3 separate regions of the Mus musculus genome follow, and all the other regions are linked to region 1. Evidence: chromatin contacts called from public Hi-C data. All regions are on one chromosome and are shown on one strand. The core of a region is the stretch at or near the end of the contact, and the rest is flanking DNA. Distances in the headings are between cores, read along the strand shown. Region 1 holds the start of 8430415O14Rik (a long non-coding RNA gene). Region 2 has its middle 27 kb from the start of Gm22367. Region 3 overlaps Herc3 (hect domain and RLD 3).

The links. A called contact is a pair of places that touch in the nucleus more often than the background predicts.
Region 2: a Hi-C map of uterus shows a contact between it and region 1. The contact joins the enhancer-like site here to the promoter of 8430415O14Rik in region 1. A contact is called at or near these places in 2 of 39 promoter capture datasets (embryonic stem cells and second pharyngeal arch cranial neural crest) and 4 of 484 Hi-C or Micro-C datasets (liver, olfactory sensory neurons and uterus).
Region 3: a contact with region 1 is called in a Hi-C map of olfactory sensory neurons, with 2.5 times the contacts expected there. The contact joins the enhancer-like site here to the promoter of 8430415O14Rik in region 1. A contact is called at or near these places in 3 of 484 Hi-C or Micro-C datasets (forebrain, nephron progenitors and olfactory sensory neurons) and 1 of 9 other capture datasets (adipose tissue).

The regions. Positions count from the first base shown.
Region 1 is chr6:58,963,615-58,967,201 of GRCm38.p6, reverse strand. 8430415O14Rik (a long non-coding RNA gene) reads right to left here and starts at 2,003. Exons shown (of 4, transcript XR_001785268.2): 1 at 1,548-2,003. It overlaps Fam13a (family with sequence similarity 13, member A), which reads left to right. Exons shown (of 18, transcript NM_153574.2): 8 at 1,994-2,141.
Region 2 is chr6:59,070,272-59,073,858 of GRCm38.p6, reverse strand. No RefSeq gene overlaps it. Among named protein-coding and RNA genes, the nearest start is that of Gm22367, 27 kb to the left of the region's middle. Within about 2 kb of position 1,993, at least 15 of the 459 cell types and tissues checked have an H3K27ac peak or open chromatin away from gene starts, as enhancers often do. A contact at or near this core is called in liver and uterus, where this site is marked.
Region 3 is chr6:58,879,943-58,883,529 of GRCm38.p6, reverse strand. The region is part of intron 16 of Herc3 (hect domain and RLD 3); the gene reads right to left. Among named protein-coding and RNA genes, the nearest start is that of Nap1l5, 25 kb to the left of the region's middle. Within about 2 kb of position 1,944, at least 48 of the 459 cell types and tissues checked have an H3K27ac peak or open chromatin away from gene starts, as enhancers often do. A contact at or near this core is called in adipose tissue and olfactory sensory neurons, where this site is marked.

The sequences.
Region 1 (3,587 bases), core at 754-3,253:
CAGTCATACGTGCTCATTTTGGGGACCCAGCATATGACTCATTGGTCTTTACATGGTGCCATATAACAACAGAAGGAATGGTGGCTTCTGCTTGGCTGTCTTTTTTGTGTGTGTGTTGTAGGCCTGCAGGCTTTGATTATCATGTTTTAGACCTTCACAGGAACTTTAAAAGATTGTTGAGAAATACTTATTTACTATATGCATGTCCATCTCTCTGTCTTACACAGTTATAGTCACACAAACCCATACATTCACACAAAAATTTGACCGATTGTCCCTAAAACATCTGAAATCTGAATACCAGGTTGAACCTTTCATCCCTGGTCCACTTAGGCTAAACTCACAGAACCAGTGACTGATGTAATATGACTGCTTTCCAGTAGACAGGTAACAACTTCAGAATATCCTAGAGCATATCAGATATTTACATTATGATTCATAACAGTAGCAAAATTACAGATATGAAGTAGCAACAAAATAATGTTATGGTTGGGGGTCACCACAACATGAGGAACTGTATTAAAGGGTCGCAGCATCAGGAAGGTTGAGAACCACTACCCTAGAGTATAAGACCTTGGTATTTCTTGTAATGTTACTGCTCATTGTGACTGTATTGAAGTATTGTTTTGTTCACCATGTTAAGAACTGCCAGTCTTCATGCTTCACTCAAGAGAAACAGAATAGCACAAAAGCACCAGGAATTCCCTGGGTGATCTCAAAGTGGGTCAGACAGCTACTAAAAGGAGATGGAAGGCTTAAATAGCTCTTTATTTTAAGTATAACATCTCCTACATTAGTGAATTCACTTATGGTTTCCAGATGTTTTTGTTGGTTTTTTTTTTTCTAATTAATGATAGGATAACTAAAAATAAATGTTCATTTACCCCCAGAGAAAATATTTTGTACAGATCTATGCTACATGAAAAGTACATTTTCTAGTAAAAATATTTAAGCACAGTCATTTATGATTTCCTGAACGCTAGAAGAGCTATAACAGCTTAAATTACAATATGCCAAGAGAACAAGTTACAAAGACAATTTTGTTGCAAAAGAATTCATTTAACTGCCATTTTAAACACACACACATACACAAAAGAACTTAGCTTAAATATCTGCATTTTAGGGAAGGTTTTTCCCTTCCATCATTTCCTAGCCAGGTGTGAGTACCACCAATGGCAGAGCCAAATGCAGCTTTAGTATTCAAGGTTAACTGAATAAATAGAAAAACAATGACAACTGCGTATTTTTAGGATAAAATTACACATCCCCAACTTGCCAGCTCTTACTTTTACTCGGAGGGAAGATCATTCTCCCTGTATCCCTGGCTTGTTTTCAGGGTCTGTTTCTCACAGCTAGCTGAGATGAAACACCAAACCCCAGCCATTTGAATTTGCGCAACAATGTTTTAATACCCAGAGAGCGCCTCCATAAATAGTCTGTTCTCCCCACACTCTAGAGAAAACAGCCCCATTTAATCGATCTAAGCCTGAAGGCTCAGAAGACTGTGGTGGCCCCAGCTTCTCCCTTTCCCTTGCAGGAATGTTTACCTAAGCGGCAAAGCCACCGCTTGCCAGACACACCATGTTGCTGCCACAGCCTTAGCAACCGTGGCCAGCTTTTTGTTGTTGTTTACCGTCCGATGGGCCATGCTCCTTTAAGAAACATAAACTCCTTCTCCTTCTTTCCGGTCTTAGTCAGTAATCACTCAAGACCTGTCAGCTGCTTGGAGTTATCTGGAGGAGCAGCCTAAGGAAATCATCTTGCCTCTCCCCTCCAAGAAGAAAAGTTAAAGGCTGGCAGATGGACAGTGGCTATTTGCATGAGAGTAGCCAGATAGTGCCCAGGGGGCATCAAGCCCTGTTTTTTATTTCTGCAGTGGAAATGTTAGCAGCTGTGGCTTGGGAGGTTGCATTTAGAAGGCGTGGATTGATGCAAATGTTTTTGCATTTTGGTGAACAGTAGCTATTAGGGCACACTGTGCTGTTTTTTTCAGAACCCCACGATGAAGATTCAGGAGCATCCCAGTCTATCTGACACCAAACAGCAGAGGAATCAAGATGGTGAAGATCAGCAGGAGAGCTTTGTCCCAGATATGCCCCAGTTGGACCTGACAGCATTGTGCGATGAGAAGACCTGGGAAGGTAGGTGATCATCTGCAATCTGGGTTTTGCATTGCAAAAGCATATATGAATAAGTATATACAAGGTTTGTGACCACATGCCTGTGCAGATCGGAGTATGAGCCATGCATGCAGAAGAAACTGGGTTTCTATTAATAATAATTTTTAAAAAGACAAAATCCCTTACCAGGCATAGGAACATGCTGTTTAGTGTTGCCAAGGGTAGTTGCAATACAAGAAAGGAAAATATGCAGGCTCTTTGTCCTGGTGTCACCTTGCAGTATATTTTTAAGCCACCAAGAGTGCTGCCCTGATTGTGGTACACTCCAGAAAATCAGCCACCCACCATCTCACCCACTACCCTCATGCCTTAGCTAGCCCCTGCTACCCACCAGCCACACTCCACTACATTATTCACTTCCTGAAGTATACATTCCAAGTTTTTAAGAAAGATATTCTTCTTTGCTTCTCTTCTATCTTTTAATGTATACATTTTTTTAAAAATCTGGTTAACACATCATTGGGAACATTGATTGAAAGCAGTTCTTTGCTGAAGACCTCTGACATGGTTTTAGCTTGTTCTTTTCTAGAGCCTTCTGATGAAGACATCAGAAATTTACTCTGATATCTGAAGAAGTGAGCTTTCTCTCAACTATATCAAGGGAGGGTTCAAGCTGCCTCCTCTATCCCTCTGTCTACACTCAAATCTGTGTCACTGTTCTAGTGTGTGCCTGAAGGCCATAGAGAGAAATGGGCTCCTGGCTTTAGTAAGGCAGCCGAATGCCCATAATGACTTAACAGAGTCACAACTAGGAAAAGCAGCCCTGCTTGTGTGGGTATGCCCTGTCCCAATCCTTGCCCACTCCTCAGTTCTCATCTAATCATCAAAAGTCCATGGGAAGAGCCCACAGGGTGAAAGGCTATCCTACTTATTGTCCTGACCTAGGGAGCTCTGTGAGAACAGACCGCTTAATTTTCATGTTTTCCCCCTATAATCTAAGAAACCTGTTTTGGTTGTTTTCATATAATTAGGCAGCAGATCTGAAATTTTCTCAGATCATTCCAACTCAAAATATTCAGAGAACAAAAGAGGGCATGGTTGACTTGCTTCATGTGAAATTTAACTAGTCTATTTCAGGATATCTATTGGTTTGACATTTATTTTTGACCACTTTGAAATAAGCATATGTCTTTTTAATCTATAAATTGGCAACAATCTAGCTTCTCTAACCTTAAGAGTCTTAGAGAGATCACTGTTGCCCAAATAAAAGCAAAAGCCCAGATAAATAAATACCGTATTTGAGTTCAGTGGTATGGGCTATTATATAGCTTTTAAATAAAAAGAAGAGTCTGAATCCAGAATTCAAATGAGCTACTGTCTCTTCCTTGCTCCTCCCCTGAAATAGACTCAGTTTGATTATTTCTCTTGGTTAATCACAAATGTAAATTTCTCTCTCAACACACATAA
Region 2 (3,587 bases), core at 744-3,243, 110 kb before region 1:
TTTATCTTAATCGTCCCTAACTGGGAACCTTATTGTCTCTAACTGAGAACTTGAATCGTCCCACTTACCTCAATAGTCCTTAATCTGGGAACCTTATTGTCTCTAACGGAGAACTTGGATCATCCCATTTACCTGGGAGCTTTCCAGCCAGCTACCCAAACCTCTTGAAGTTCTGGACCCGCAGCGCTCTCTCGAAGCAGAGTCCTCGTACGAGCCACCACTTGTCGCATCCACCCCAACCAGCAGGAAAGACACAACACCACGTTGTCCTTCTTCAGTTGTCCTTCTTCAAGCAGGTTTATTCAGGAACACTTTGTATTGCAATGCAGGAACAGGAATCCGCAGAACAACCCTGGGGCGTGCCTTAAATACCCTACTGACTCCTCCCAATCACCCCAGTCACATAGCAGCAGTCCATTGGTTCACAGCAAGTGACACACCTCAGGCGAGTTGACAAGGCATGGCGTCTGCACAGTGCAGGTGCCTGGGATGTGGCTAAGTCAGAGGTAATGAGGAAGTCAGGCACAGGTCATAAGACCTGGCAGCCGTCCCAGGCGCCATCCTGGGGTCGTGGCCGCACCCGCTCCTCACAGGAAAGCTGGGGACAGGACACACTTCGGGGGCATCTGGAGTGTGCAGCATTTTGAGAAAAAAAAAAAAAAAAAAAAAAAGGAGTTCAGTGGCGAAAGGCAAGACCCAGCAAATAATCCTTCAAATGAGAACACACTTCAGAGCCAGGGATATGTGTGTGTACCTAACAGCTGGTGCACTGAATAAGCCTTGCTAGATATATCAAATAGGTGGCCTGAATTGAGCTCATTTCAAAAGGGTGCAACCCAGAGTTAGTATAAACCTAAGGAATAAAGTCCCATAAGACTTCAGACACCAATCACATTCCAGGTTGTAACTTGCATGCAGCGCCAGCTGGCTTACATGTAGGATTTCCACACTCCTGTCCTCTCACCCCAACAACACTGTGTGGCTGAGAACTCTCACATGCACTTCACTTTGGTTCTCCAGTTCATTATAAAGGAAGCAACCCTGCAGCAGCTGGATGTAAGAAATGCAAAAGCCAAGATGCTGAGGAAGGACCAGGAATTTCCATGGCCTCCCAGTATGTCACTCTCCACATTGCTTCATTGGATTTGCAACTCAAAAACTCTGGAAACTGCACTCTGTCCCTTTTTACTGAGGTCTTACTAAATAATAGTGATTCATTCAACCGTTGTGGTTAAACACAATCTCCAAACTGTTCTCCCACTCTAGAGTTTAAAGGTCTCATCCTCCAGTCACCACACAGTTCTTTTGCTGAGCCTAGGAATTCTTGGATCTGTAAATAAATTATTATTATTATTATTATTATTATTATTATTATTATTATTAATCCTTCTGTCAGGTCTGTGAGACAACTGAAAACCAGATAACAAAGCCTATTTCCCAGATATGTCGACAGCTGTCTTTTTACACCCTAGAAACCCAGAAGGTTTTACTAACTTCCCTTTGTGTGTGCTGCTACAGAACGTGACCTTGTTTACGCACTCCTTCTGCCAAACACTCAGCTTAGCCAATGACCTTTAAATCCACAGTCCTGTTGCATTGATATTCAGCCAGAGGAACATGTGATTAGTCCAAAGTTAGCTTGAGCTGTGTTTAAGCCACATATATTTTTGATCTAAAAATTTTGATTCCACAAGAACTATCAAAAATACCTTTGATTTCAGCATTCTCAGCTACTTAATCAGCAAGAAGATGTACTGGCTCATATGTCTGAAATCCTGAAAATATCATGAACTTTTCATCATTTTGCTTTGATGCTGTGTTGACTTCATTTTAGACCAACTTGTTTTCTAATTCCAGGTGGCTGCCAGGGGTTCCTATGGCAGTATTCCAGTAAATGAGAACTGAAGACTCTGAAATCTTACTACTTAGTGATGGCTGACCGGCTAACCTGCCTGTGTTCAGGGGTGTTGGCTGAAGGCATAAGACTGCTGACTCGGATTTGCACAATTCACTAGTCACAGCGACAGCACAGGCTGGCACTTTATGTGGTGTTTCCTTATACCCAGTAGTGATTCAGAGGAGGCTGGGTAACTCCATCTGGGACAAGCTGTGCTACAGGAAGCAAACCCCTCACCTGGAGAACCTGAATCTTTCATAACTTGTGTTGAGCATGGACTGACCGTCACTCCCAAGGGAGACTATTTTTGTCTTAAGGGCTATTAGGTAAAGAAGTCTTTAAATAATCTCCTGATTATTTAAACTCAACTGAAAGGTAGAAAAAGAAATAGCCAAAATAATATTAAACTGACATGCACACAATAGAAGTGATGGCTCCCAGTCCATGCCAGGGGACTTCAAAGAAGGCCTTGGGAGATGACTGTGTGAAGTGTATGTTGGTGGAGATTCATTGTACGTTTCCTTAATCTGTTTCTAAATCAGACCAGGCTGTGCTGTGAGTTATTGATCCTTATAACCTAGAGTCTGGCATATTATTAGCATAGCTAGTTTGTTGAATGAATGAATAATGTTTCTGTAAATCTATTACCACATTATATTCCAATCTTTACTTTTATAAACTTGTTCTTAAATATAATTTTATTTTATTCTCATCTTGAGATTTATACTCAACAAAAAATGTAGTTTAACTTTTTTCTGGTTCATGTTAAAATACTTTGTATGGTTTAGGGCTGAGAGTGTAGCTCTTAGAGTGCTTACCTAGCATCCAAAAGGCCCTGGGTTTGATTCTCAGTACTACCTAAAACTGGATGTGATGGTGTATGGAGTTGGATGGGTAGGGAGGTAGGGAAAATTCTGAAGAAGTTGAAGAAGTTGAAAGAATATGCTCAAAATATACTGTGTACAAAATTGTGTAATAAAATTTTTAAAAATAAAATAAAACAGGAAAAATAGTTTTTCTTTTTTTCCTCCGCTGATTTTTGCACAGACATCCTGGAAGAATTATGACAGGACAAGGCAGCCAATGCCTCCACTCAATTCAGAAAGCCTCTCACCTAGCACTGTTTCCTAGCATATAACAAGTTGAACAGAGCAATCTCTGGTTCATCCTAGATATAGTCACTGGAGCAACTGCTATGGATAGCAGACAGTGAACTTCATTACTGGTTACTCTTTGTCAACTTGACACAAACAAGAGTCAGCTGAGAAGAGTGAACATCAGTTGATAATTCCCTCCATCAGATTGGCTTCTAGGCATATCTGTGGAACATTTTATTGATTGATAATTGATGTGGGAAGAACAAGCCCACTGGGTGTTGCCACCTCTGGGCAGGTGACTCTGGGTTGTATAACTCAGCAGGCTGAGCAAACCATGAAAATCAGTCAGTAAGCAGCTTTCCTCATGACTTTTACCTCACCTCCTACTTGAGTTTCTGCCCTTGCTCTGTCAATGATGGACTATGATCATGACATTTAAACCAAATAAGCCCTTTCTTCCCTAAGTTGCTTTTGGTTGTGGTATTTATGACAACAACAGATACCAAACTAGAAATATAGATTACTTGATTCACCTCTACAGCCACAGAGGTAGTCATCCTTGGAAACTCCATGCAGGTCCAAATTTGGGGCAT
Region 3 (3,587 bases), core at 695-3,194, 84 kb after region 1:
AGGTAAGACTAATAATTAAGACTAGCACAAAAGAGCTTGTAATTTTCTAATGGCCAGCTATTGTGATAGCTAGCTCATATGGTCAATTTATAATCTTCTGAAAAGCATTTTGGATATATTGGTAAGGGTGTTAAAAGGGGAAATTAATCACCAGGGAAGTGTGAAACATCATCCTATGGGCTGGGTTCCTGGCCAGAATAAAGAGAATGCCAGATTAAGGGGGTAGAACAGTTAGTGGAGTGCATGCCTTACACATATAAAACCTTCAGTTTGATTCCCAGCACTATATAGACTGAGCATGGTGATGCATGCTTATGATCCTCTTACTCAGAGAAGGTAGGGGTGGAGGGGAGGAGAGGGGAGGGCAGGGGTAGGGGAGGGGAGGGAAGGGATGGGATGGGATAGGGGAGAGAGGAGGGAGAGAAAGAGAGCTATCTGAGTGACTAAACTCCTGAAAGATACCATGAATTCGGCTGCTCCCGTTGCTATGCCTCATCCCCCATGAGCGACTGCATCCCTCTGAACCTCTTTAAATTGCTTTTTTTTTTTCAGGCTTATAGTCACAGCAATGTGGAAAATAACTAGTAAATGTGAATTCACTGTTTTTTAATAAACTGATACTGCAGTAAGACACAAACATATCCATCTATGTTTCTAGCACGCTGTGCTCATGACATTATGTAGTAAATATCTTTAACAGAAACACAAAAATGAGCAATTAAGATCATCTTGAAAAGAAAACAATGAGCAAAATTCATGCTAAGAGACCTGAGTGGGCTACGCTGCTGTTGCTTTAATGTCTCCTAGAATGTTCTGTGTTCTCAAAATGATTCTCTGAACAAAATAAAAACATTCTGAAAGATCTCTTCTTACCTGTGTGTAATCACACAATTTACACTTATCTGTTAATGACTGCGTGGGCGGGTTATAAACATTCAACTGTGTGAGAACACTGAGAAAAGAAAAAGAAATTGTTGCTTGGTAGATGCTGCAGTTACTAAGGATACTAATACTAGCTTGCTCCGTGAATAAGATCTAACAGCAGAGGGAGAAAAAGCGCTGAATCATTCTAGAAGGCCTGTGGGAGAATGAAGCCTGCGCCTGGTGGCTGAAAGTCCTTCTCTAGAATGCTGGAACATTCGCTTCCAGGGACACACTAGCTCACCACTCTGAGCTGTTGAAACTCAGCATTTGGCTGACCATAATGTTTTCTTATTTAGTTTGGTTTATGTATATTATATGAATAAGAACTATACTTCCTTTTGTGTTTATGCATATTTAAATGAAGTCGTACAATAGCAATAATAATTACAGTTCATCCTATTGATACTTTAGAGCTATATTCCTTGAGGGATTTTAGAACATTTCTCTACACTGAGAAACACCAGAGACAATTCCAGTCCATGGGACCAAGTCTAGAACATATAATGCAGGTCAGTGCACACATAATGCAGGTCAGTGTAGTTTACTTTCATACTAATATATCAAAATATTTTGAATGTAAGTATTGAATTGATCACATCTTATAAGGCTGCTTATCCTGGGTTATCCATTTCCCAGAAATGGGTCTCACAAACTTAAGGTTCTATGGTAACAATGAACTTCAAGGTCTCTGCCTGCAACAGAGTTGTACCTATGGCATAAATTCATTTTTCAAACTATATGAAACAGGAACCATAGATAAGTAAAGTTCAGAGCTGAAGAATCAGAAACATCCTTTCTTAAATATGAAATCAATACTTCCTAGATATGCTGACCAGGAGGCTCTGTACATAGACATATAAACCCTGATACTAAAATAGAGCTACCTCTGTTCTGGCTCCACCTTCTCTTCCTTGCATGTGCCCAGTATTGACATCTAAAGACAAATACTCCCCATGTGTGCATCTCCTCTGATGCACCAGTAAGATGTCAAGATTTCTCAGATTTCTGTCTCTGAAGGCTTGTGCAAACCACTGAATGTCTCACTCGCACTGCCCTCTACAGAGCCTACAAAGATATTCACTCTGTACGCCTTTCAGTTTTCAAATAAAGACTGTGGCACATTATTAACAAATAAGATAAACCACTACTGGCTTTCCCTCTTCCATCTCATCTTCTTCCTTTCCTTTTTTATTTTTTCAATATAGTATTTTTTTTCTTGTTTATTTGGGAATTTCACATCGTGAACCCTGATCCTCCCAGGTCTGCCTCCTCCCCACTGTTGTGACCTCCTTCTACAAAAGAAGAAAAAATAATATAAAAACCAAGTCCAATGTATGTTGTCTATATACTCAGTGGAGTATGGTCACATTACAGTAGCCGGCACCTTAAAGAAAACTGAGTCCTTCCCTAACCACACTCCTGCCAGAAGCCATTATGGAGAACTACACTTCAGCATCCTTATCACAATGTTTTAACAGTTCTCTTTGATGGCTTTCTATCTAGGCTGCTGTGGTTTTCACGGGGAGGAGGCGTCACAGAAGCTTTCTCAACTGTGAGTCTGTAGTCAGTGATACCACGGAAATAGTAGCTTCCTTGCCTTTTACAGTCAGCAGGAACACAGATCATGGACTTTTACAAAGTTTCTGGCAACCACATGAACTAGGGACTTCAGAATGGCCTCAGGTGGTTGCACAGGCCACTCACATCGACATAGCCTCTAGTGCCAATCTGGAGACCATGGACACCAACATGGCTTCCTGTAGTCTAACAGACTATAGACATCTACCCGGCCTCTAGTGGCAGCCCAGTCACGAACAATCCACATGAACCTCAGGCCTCAACAGGGCCTGTGGTAGCAGACTAAGGAAATGGGCTCCAGGGGAAGCATGGGCGATAGAGCTCTTTGAGGCAGTCCACTCATGAAAAGAACTGATTTTCATCTCCGGCATTCTGTTGCTTCTCAGAACCAGGGCAATCATGTGGCTGAGTAGTATGTTTGGGGCTGAGTCTGCACAAGCTCCAGTGTGGGAAGCCAACTCCAAGATGGCGCCGGTTTCCGGTTGCCGTTGTCATAAACACCACCACTGCGCAGGTGTCAATTCGAATTTGGCGCCAACCCCTCCCTTGTGAGTGCATGCAAATTGGGTGCCTGCAGACTGACCAATCCCACGTGGCCACGGAGCCTTCTCCTGTGCTGGGGTGCATATAAGCAGGGCTCCCTGGGCGCCCCGGGTCCCTGTAGAAGAGCAGACTCCAGGCTGCTTCCCATCACCCTGTCAACTCTACTCTGCAACCCCTGTCCACAGCAGCCTTCTCTCACGCCTGACATCACCGCCCAGTCCCTAGCTCTATGTCACTGCTTCTCCGCTCCTCAGTCTTTCCTACCTCTCCCTCGTATAACTGTTGATGGTAGTAGCCCTGGAAACTGTACAGTGTCACATGGTGTACAGATCTACATGCTAATATTCATCACAATGAGGTCTGGTTTAAGGTTCCTGAAGCACCATAAATATTGGACCATTACCAAGAGTCTCGGATGTCCTGCTGTCGCCCAGAGTAAGGGTGACGTTGTGGCTAGGTTCTGCAAGAGCTCCTGGCTGCCTCACACCTCCAAGGCCTTGATGTAGACTGCCCCAGGCTCGCCAGGCTTGCCCTTTGTACTT